Linked DNA regions of Zea mays: all the other regions are linked to region 3. The links are chromatin contacts, called in public Hi-C maps. All regions are on one chromosome and are shown on one strand. The core of a region is the stretch at or near the end of the contact, and the rest is flanking DNA. Distances in the headings are between cores, read along the strand shown.

The links. A called contact is a pair of places that touch in the nucleus more often than the background predicts.
Region 1: a Hi-C map of leaf shows a contact between it and region 3, with 5 times the contacts expected there. The contact joins the promoter of LOC542346 here to the promoter of LOC103640761 in region 3. A contact is called at or near these places in 2 of 25 Hi-C or Micro-C datasets (ear and leaf).
Region 2: a contact with region 3 is called in a Hi-C map of bundle sheath, with 4 times the contacts expected there. The contact joins the promoter of LOC100273248 here to the promoter of LOC103640761 in region 3. A contact is called at or near these places in 3 of 25 Hi-C or Micro-C datasets (bundle sheath, ear and leaf).

Annotation. Positions count from the first base shown.
Region 1 is chr10:5,165,534-5,168,676 of Zm-B73-REFERENCE-NAM-5.0, forward strand. LOC542346 (crinkly 4) reads left to right here and starts at 1,365. Exons shown (of 3, transcript NM_001348726.1): 1 at 1,365-1,529; 2 at 1,713-1,887; 3 at 2,026-3,143. The coding sequence starts at 2,084.
Region 2 is chr10:5,216,764-5,220,003 of Zm-B73-REFERENCE-NAM-5.0, forward strand. It overlaps LOC100273248 (genomes uncoupled4-like protein), which reads left to right and starts at 1,503. Exons shown (of 1, transcript NM_001147690.1): 1 at 1,503-2,648. The coding sequence starts at 1,648. The coding sequence ends at 2,463. It overlaps LOC100275960, which reads right to left. Exons shown (of 12, transcript NM_001149875.2): 11 at 3,057-3,189; 12 at 2,579-2,972. The coding sequence ends at 3,097.
Region 3 is chr10:5,036,715-5,039,913 of Zm-B73-REFERENCE-NAM-5.0, forward strand. It overlaps LOC103640761 (pentatricopeptide repeat-containing protein At1g22960, mitochondrial), which reads right to left and starts at 1,613. Exons shown (of 2, transcript XM_008664247.3): 1 at 1-1,613. The coding sequence starts at 1,220.

The DNA.
Region 1 (3,143 bases), core at 115-2,614, 130 kb after region 3:
AAGGCAAGGGGGATATGTTGAGCACCAAAAATATCATACGAGACGGTCCGGCCCTATAGGCCGGACAGTCCGCGGTCCAAACGGTCCGCGAGGGTGACGCAGACGGTTCACGTGTGCACAGAATCAGTTAGGGTTCCAGATTTCTAGCGAGATTTGTTAGCAAAACCTGTGAGATTAACTCGATAACCAACTTGTAACGGGTCCAGACCTCCACCCTTTATATAAATGAAGGGGTACGACCGATTGAACCCCCATAATCGATCCAATCAAATCTACTTATCAATTTTACTTTATTTGTATCGTTCTTTTAGTTCCAAATACTAGGAGGAGTAATCTAGCCTTATATTTAGATCTACTTTAGTCTTCAACAACAATCTCTCTTTGACTCTACACCGATTAGAAACGCATCGGGCGACCTGCCGACCCGGAGCAACGCCTTGGAACTCTCCCCCTCGACGAGATCTCTCTCGGGGGGGAGTTTTAGGGTTCTTCGCGGAGAAGAAGACCCTCCGAAAGCGTGCAAAGAAGGATTCACTTCTGCGCCCAGGTCATGGACCGTCCGGCCTTGTGCCGCGGGCCGTTTGCACCTCCGCAGAGAGCACCGACAAGTGGTTTGTTCCAATGTTTGGCGCCCAGATCGGCGTCAACACCCATCACTATCCATGCTCCATTGAGATAAATCTCCGATGGGGATCCCTAACCTCACATAGGCCCTGTTTGGATTCCTGTGGCAAATTATCTAATTTTAGCACCTTAGCCTCCAAATAGACTTGTTAATAAATTGACTAATTGTTAGCCGGAGGGCTCGCAAACTTTTTGTCTATTAGCCATTTGACCTTGCAATATGTGCTAATAGAACGTGTAAATAGAAAAAAACATCTATTAGCCAAGACTCTAAACATACACTGGATAATTATTGCTAGCTAATTATCTGGTGACTAATTGTTAGCCACTGACAATCAATTAGCCGCGAGGATCCAAACAGAACTTAATCATTTATTATTAATACAAAGCATTATCACATATATATATCTTATCAGATATAAAAAATTACCATGTGTATATTAAAATAATATATATTTATATAATTAGCGATTTTTGATAAAGTAATTATTTGTTTTATCATTAACTATTGTAGAAAACATTGTTACACGGTTCATATTCACGTGTATGGGGGGGGGGGGGGGGATTCCCCGTTTGTCTCCTCATAAGGAAAATTAATTTTTTATTTCTTATTCTATGATAAAAGAATTCTCTATGGAAAACGGAGGATCCGGACCCATTAACATCTCAGTCGCGGCCACCGTTGGACATGCTCTTATTGCCCAACAGCCCCGGACAGGCAGCCTTCACCCCTGCTCGCTGTGTCTTCTCCACTTCGCCCTGCGTACGCTCTCCCGTCTCACTCTCTCTCCCCCTCCACCTCGTTCGTGGCGACGACAGGGCGACCGCCGCTGCCACCGCCGCCTCTCCACTGTGTGCCCAGTGCTTTGTCCGGCCGTTCGCCGGCGACGGGCACTCACCACCAGGTACGCGCCCCGCCCCTTCACTTCTCTGCTTTTCCTGCTGCGCGAATCCGAGCACCCAAACCCTAACCTAATGCTACTCGGCAATTTATAACCGGATCTGATCTAACTGCGAGTGTACACATGTATTGTGCCTGCTAACTTCGTTTTTTATTTTGTTGTTTTTGCAAAAATTACCCCTTGTAGGTGACAAAGGAAAAGGAAGAGGGGCAGCAAATCGGTGCGCTGCTGTTCATCAAATGCTGGGGAGGAAACCAACAGATCAGGGGCCTGGTGAAATGCTGCGCAGCGAGGGTGACTGACTGGCCACTCCGCCCGCCGACCCCCGTTTCGTGCTTACTGGCATGCTCGCAGCATAAAGGTTCTCACTTTTTGACTCTTGTTTCTTTACCTATAATAAGACTGGTTCTGAGATAGTTTTTTAGTTTAGTTTAGTAGAATAGGACTCATCCGATGCCTGCTGGTCGTCTGGTGCTAACAAAAGCTAAAATACATGCAGGAATCTTCTCGGAATTAGCCCCCCTTCCTGTGGTCGTGACGGCCCCAAGTTTCAAGACATGGACCATGTGCCGGCTCTAGTTCTTGCCGGGTGCTGCTTCCTGGCCCTGCTGCCTGGCTGGGCCTGTGGCCTTGGCTCCATGTCGTCCATTGCGGTGTCCTATGGGGAGGATGGTCCGGTGTTCTGTGGCCTCAACTCCGACGGCTCCCACCTCGTCGCCTGCTTCGGTGCTGATGCATCTGTCCTGTACGGCGCACCACCCAACATCCCTTTCCTTGGCCTCACGGCAGGGGATGGGTTCGTGTGTGGCCTCCTGCTCGACACCAGGCAGCCATACTGCTGGGGTAGCAACTCCTATGTCAAGAGCGGGGTGCCACAGCCGATGGTTGAGGGCGCAAGGTACTCTGAGCTCAGTGCGGGGGACAACCACCTCTGCGCACTGAGAGCTGCTCAAGATGGGGGTCGTGGTTCCAGTGCTGCTACATCGCTGATTGACTGCTGGGGATACAATATGACCGCCACACATGCTGTTGATGAAGCCGTGTCGACTGTTTCAGCTGGTTCGGTGTTCAATTGTGGCTTGTTTGCTCGGAACAGGACGGTGTTCTGCTGGGGCGACGAGACGGTGAGTGGTGTCGTTGGGCTGGCACCGAGGGATCTGCACTTTCAGTCTATAGGCGCGGGCGGTTACCATGTCTGTGGGGTGTTGGAGAATGCACAGGTGTTCTGCTGGGGCAGGAGCTTGGAGATGCAGCAGGTGGTGCCATCCAGTGCTATCGGTGATGGTGATGTGAACATAGTGCCGATGGATGCAATGAGCACTGTGGTTGGCGGGCGGTTCCATGCTTGTGGCATCAGGAGCCTTGACCACCAAGTGGCTTGCTGGGGCTTCACTCTTCATAACAGTACATCGCCACCAAAAGGGCTGAAGATGTATGCTCTTGTGGCTGGGGATTACTTCACTTGTGGAGTGCCTGCTGAGACTTCGCTGATGCCGAGGTGCTGGGGCAACAGTGGGCCATTGGCATTACCCATGGCCGTACCTCCTGGGATTTGTGTACCTACTGCATGCAGCCATGGGTACTATGAATATGTGAACCATGGTGAAGTTGGCAGCA
Region 2 (3,240 bases), core at 253-2,752, 180 kb after region 3:
ATTCGTCATTAATGAAGGGTTGATGGAGGTGGATCTACCTCTTCAAGCGCTGGTGTGGTCTTCTCCCTCTCCATAAGGGCTTGTTCGGTTATTTTCAATCCATATGGATTGTAGGGGATTGATACAGATTGAGAGAGATTTTGACTTACTAGGGATTGAAACCCCCTCAATCCCTCTCAATCCATATGAATTGGGGTAGAATCAAACAAACCCTAAGTGGTCGTAAAGGAGGTTTATTGGTTCAAACTTGTCAGGACTATCATTCTTTAATAACACATCAAGGAACAACAAAAAAACATTTACAAACAATTACTTACATTAAAACCATCGTATGTGTAAAAAACATACGTTGTATCTAGATGCCTCAATTAAAACACATAGATTGGTTTACCACAGTCATAATTAGGTACCTATAACTCAGGAGAGACGGTGCGTCCTGCCGTCCTTACAAGACACGTTCGAGTATATATCTCCATAAAAAACCATTTTATCACTTCTCACGCCACATGTCTTATATCTATCAAAACAAAGAATCATAAGGAAATAAGTCTCTTTGCCTAATACTACAACCTAAACTAAATAACTATTCAAACTAAGCATTAAAATAACAAAAATAAAACCTTTATACCAACTAAATTTAACCTACGTTAAAACTAAACATAATAATTAACAATATAACCTACTCATAAAACACATGCACCAACATATAATCATAAAATACATGCACGAACATATACACGTATAAATCGACGGTAGATACTATCTAAATAAATTGCCTGTACACCAAAATCAAAATTAATTTAACTTATATCTACCTAGAAAATTAGGTTCATAAAATATACCGAACATAAGATATTTATGTGCTATGTTTGTATAGGAAAGCGAGCCAAGCGTGTCATAAGTTGTAGAGTAGAAACATGGACTAACGATACATAGAATCAATTTCTAGCTCTTGTCCTAAGAATTTGGGATATACTTATATCTAAATTTTAGAAAATGGTAGAATGCCAAATTTCAAACGAAATAACCTATTATTTGAGTAAATTCCAATTCCTTCAAAATAAATGGATCCAAACAGTCCATTAGTGAAAATCATCTAAAATAAACCATGAACGCAGAATCAATCGAGTCGTCGTGATAGGGAAAACACATCACTTTTTAGATCCTAAACCCTATAAATCACTTTATCTTACCTTGCACATAATCCTTATGATACTCAGGTTTTTTCTAACGGTCAGATTTTCAGAAATCGTCAAGAAAAGAAGCTAAACGAAACAGACCCTATCTCCGTTGGTGTTTGGATTGTTTGCCATAGCCAGTATCCTCATCTCACCCAGAACCCACCAATCACAGCCCCACCTTCGTATTCTCGCCCAGAATGGGCCCCCTAAAAAACCACCGCCCAAAATCTCCCACAGCCATCGAGGCCAGGACTTGGCACACGACACCCACAAAGGTGGACTGTCACAAGAACACACACACACACAAAGGCAACACGACGGCCTCAATTCTCCACACCACACGACGACCACCACCCAGCTCAGCTCTCGCAGCACTAAACCCCATCCACTCGCTCCTTTATCATCGTCTCCCTCCCCTCCATTCTCAGTCTCAGGCTCTCAGCTCAGCTGCGTCCTCCTGCCACCCATGGCAAACGCTTCTCTGCAATCCTTCCTTCTCCCGCACGACCATTCTTTCGCCGGCGCCGGCGGCAGCCGTGACGGCTCCGCGTCCGCCGTGCACAAGCTCTCCACCAACACCAGCGGCAGCATTTCCTTCAGGCTCTACACCAAAACCTCCCCCTCGGTGACAGCAGCCTCAGCCACCAATTCGTCAGCTCCGACTCCAGTTGCCCCGGCATCTGCACCAGCGGCAGGGGACGAAGAAGAAGAAGAAGGCCCCTCTCTCGACCTCCTCCGCCGCCAGCTCGCCGCGGGCGACTACCGGCAGGCGGACGAGACCACGCGGGCGCTGATCATCGACCTCGCCGGCGAGCCCGCGAGGCGCCGAGGGTACGTCTTCTTCTCCGAGGTCCAGTTCATCCCGGCCGAGGACCTCGCCGCCATCGACGGGCTCTGGAAGGAGCACAGCGGCGGCAGGTTCGGGTACAGCGTGCAGCGGCGGCTCTGGGAGAAGTCGCGGCGCGACTTCACCCGCTTCTTCATCCGGGTCGGCTGGATGAGGAAGCTGGACACGGAGGTGGAGCAGTACAACTACAGGGCCTTCCCCGACGAGTTCTTGTGGGAGTTGACGGACGACACGCCCGAGGGACACCTGCCGCTCACCAACGCCCTCAGGGGCACGCAGCTCCTGGCGAACATCCTCACCCACCCGGCCTTCCAGGAGGAGGACCAGGGAGACGGAGCTGCTGCTGCAGAAGAGAGTGCAAACACCAAAGATGATAACAAAGGGAGGGAGAGACCCAGGTCCATGAGAGATTTCAAGCCTGATTATTCTTTTTGATTCAGGCTGGCGAAGGAAACCAAAAAAAAAGGGGCATGGGAGTTTGTGGTGCAGAGATGCTGGCATGGTGTAATTGATTTAAAAGATCATGTATCCGTAGTTCTGTTTGGGTTACTTTTGTCTTAAAACATGCATGGAAGCTTGTGCAATATATTACGAATATATATAATTGGTTCAGGTGTCTCAAAACATGCATGAAAGGCTCGTGGAATCGCCTGCGTGCATTTTCATTCAGCATGCAAAATCCTACCAGATACCATGCAAGGATTTGAAAGGTATTGCATCTCCTTCTGCATCCACGACGCTTCTCAAGAACCGGAGCAGATCTTTGCAGGCACTCCATTTCATTTTGCATCCATAATCCTTCCCAGAAACAGGAGGAGAGTAGGGCGTTCTTGTTGAGGAAACCCGCAACCGGTGCGTGGAGAGGTTGTTCGTCATGGGGGTGTGATGGAGAACCATCGGTTATCAGCTTATCGCCTCCACTTGTTTCCTGTCGAGTGAGCAAGCTGCAAACCAACGTTGTCCACATCTTGGCAGTTGGCAATTAAATGAACCTAAAACATGGTAGAAAGTTTTTCAGAGAAAACTACCCCTCTGCTGTCTTATGAGTGTCACATTCATTTCCCCTTCTCAGGCGCATGGACAGAGCCGCCGGGTATGATGGTGCGAACCATCACATGTGAGCCGCTCATCCATCTGCATGTATAAGCATGCTCCTGGATTCTGAAAAAGAAGCCATACGAAAATCAGTTCCACATTTTAACTGACTATTTT
Region 3 (3,199 bases), core at 363-2,862:
ACTGTTGGTGCTAACCCTGCACGCCTCAAATCGCCAAACAACAAAAGAGCCTCTTTCTGATTACCTGCCTTACAATACCCATTTAGCAAAGAATTGTAGGTGATCACATCTGGTAGCAAGCCCATCGCCCTCATTTCCACAAACTTCGCCTGTGCAGCCTCTATCTGCCCACTTTGAAGCAGTCCATGGATCATTGCATTGTACGTCACTACTGTAGGCATAATGCCCTCATTCTCCATCTCCAGCTGCAAATCATCAACCTTTTTGACAAAGCCCCTTGCAAGCAACCCAGTGATAAGTGGGTTATAAGTGAAGGACGAAGCCTTCTTGGACAGCCGCATTTCCTCAACCAGCTCCGCGGCCTCCTCGAGATAACCTTTCCTAGCCAACCCAGCAATCACCACATTATAAGTAACATCGTTCGGCAAGCAACTGCTCCCCCGGGCCTCCATCTCCTTCAGCAGCATGTCAATCTTGTCCTTCCTTCCCTCCTTCGAGAAAGAATCCAGCAAAGTATTGTATGTGACAATACTTGGCTCAATCCCGAGCTGGAGCATCTCCGCATGCACAGCAGACATGTCGTCCCACCTGGCCGCATCACGCAATACACGGAGCACCTTGTTGCAGTCTTTAACGTCAGGGGCCACCCCGTGGCTTGCCATCTCGCGGAAGGCGGACAGGCACAACGTCGAACATGTGTCGGGCGTGGCGTCACGGGCTTTGCATTCCTTGGAGTATTTGGTGGACAAGCTTAAGAGGAGGTTCAATAGTGACAGAGGGGCGGGAGCGAGGGGGCCGGATAACAGGAGGGACACGAGGGGGAGGAGGAGGCCGAGGTGCAGGGCGCGGAGGGAGACTGGATAGGCGACCCGGATGTGGTTGGCTCGGGCGAGCGGGACGAGGACGGCGGCGAACGCGGAGGCGGAGCGGGGGAAGCCACACGGGGTGGTCTCCGCCCACCGGAACAGCTGGTGCGCAAGGCCCGGGAGGCCGCGGAGCGCGGAGTGGACGTCGCCCGTGGCGAGCACCTGGCGGAGAGGCTCCGGCGGTGGGGGGTCCGAGGCGAGGAGCGCGGCGAACGGGTTCTCCTCGTGCAGGCGCGGAGGCGGCGGAACCAGCGCCGGCAGGGAGGAGGAAGAGGAGAAGCGGATGCTGGAAACAGCTGCTACGGCGTAGGATACAGGAGCTTGTGATTTGCAGTGTGGGATGTTGAATGGCATGGATTATGATTCTGGTACCGCCCGGCGATGCCTCGCCATGAATGATGGCGCGGCAGCGGCGAGAAGGAGTCTGTGGCGACGGCTGCGACGCATCCACTAGATTCCGGCGCCCGTATGGGGTCGAGGGCGCGCGCCCCCCAGGCTGCGGCCCCCGACCTGGAGTGAAGGGCGGCCGGAGGGCGGCCTTGACTGAGATGCCCAAGAAGCAGCGGCTGAGCCGCCGTAGACGGCGATGATGCCTAGTAGGCGGCGGCGGCGGCGGCGGCTGGTGACTGGTGAGACAGAGAAGGCGCGGCGGGTTGGAAAGAGGGATCGGAGGAAACCAAGGCCACGTCCACGTTTACCAGAGCAGCGCTGGCGCTGGAGGTGCACACGACATCTGCACCGTTCATTTTGATGAATCAAGATGCGTGCAAGAATCTTGCCTTAGATTCAGTGCTCCACACACGCTGGATCGCTGACCAAATTGAAAGTTCAAATGCTAGTACTGTTCGATCGTGGTGATAATATGCAAGTACAAATAAATATACAATGAACCCAAGGATGTTTGGTGCTCGGATGTCTAAACTACAACCAAAAAGAGGCGCTCATTGCTTTCCATAAATTCAGAGAAGCTGAAAAATGATCTAGTAATGAAATAAGCACTTTCTAGATATCGTATTCAATTTAGTAGAAAAAAATGAGAGCTCAAATCTCGTCGCAACAAACTCAATGCATTTTGCATTTATACTTGCTATAAATATAGGGGTGTTTGATCCAGAAAGTGAAGTTTAATCCTTGTTACATCGAATGTTTTTAATAATAATTAGGAGTATTTAATATAATCTAACTATAAAATTAATTATACACGAGAACTAAACAACAAGATAAACTTATTGTCATGGTTTCAGAAATCGGGGGACAATAAATTTGTGTTCGGTATGGGCTGCAAGCACGGACTCAATCCGAATGGTGGATCACGGGGATTCGAGCAAGAAACTAAGACATTGGGGTTATATTGGTTCAGACTTTCATCCTAGTCCAGTGTAGTATTGATCATAGTATTGCTTTAAGACATGTTATAGCAGGTGTGCTAGTGTGCTTAGAGAAAAGAGGGTCCGTCTCTTTTATAGTTCAAGGGTTGGACCTTACAGTGGAGTCATGTGTAGCCGTACTCTTGGTATGGTGTATCGTCTCGCTCGCCCGTTGTTGACACCTCTATTGTAGTGCACAGGGGTCCCTAAGGTCAATCCCACGGAGCGGTCGTGCGTGGCGCGGTTCTGCCTGTCATCATGAGCCTGTGTCACCCTCTCGCATGAGTAGACATACACCCCGGTATGGTGTACCTGTTGCATTCTTTCGAGTATGCGGGTCACTGTAGAGACTCCGACGCTAAGGCCCTTATGACCGGGGTTGACTGGCCCCACGAGTTTGTGAGGGTATATCCGTGGGCGCACGAGGGGGTGTTTCGTCGTGTCTGCCAGAGACCTTTTGGTACTGTATGTACTGTTCGAACGTGGCTTGGTGATGTTGTGTCTTATCGCGACCGCCACGGGCTGGCAGCGTCGGCCTTTGTTCCCTCCTTGTTGATTCGTGTAACGCCCCGAATTTCGAGTTGGATTTTTTTTCTTCTTCTTTCTATATCACTCTCCAAATTCGGGTGTTACCTCTCTTTCCCTTTTTCTTTTCGCTAAAACCTCAACCGTCTTCAAAACTTTAAGTTACGTGATAATAGTAAACCTTAGGGTTAATTTCCTTGATTTGCTGCATCATGTCGAACCATGCATTTTTTTTGGGTTGTTTGAAGGTGTGAAAGCATTCATATAGAAAATAGATATAAAAAAAGGAAAAATCTTTTCTTTTCTCTCTCCTCCCTCTCCTCCCCTTTTGGCCCATCCGCCCCCCCTTGGCGCGAGCGGCCCAGCTGGTCGGTCGGCCCAGCCGGCTCGCCCCCTCCCCTCCCCTCGCGTCGTGGGCCGACTTGGTCGCGGCCCACCTCG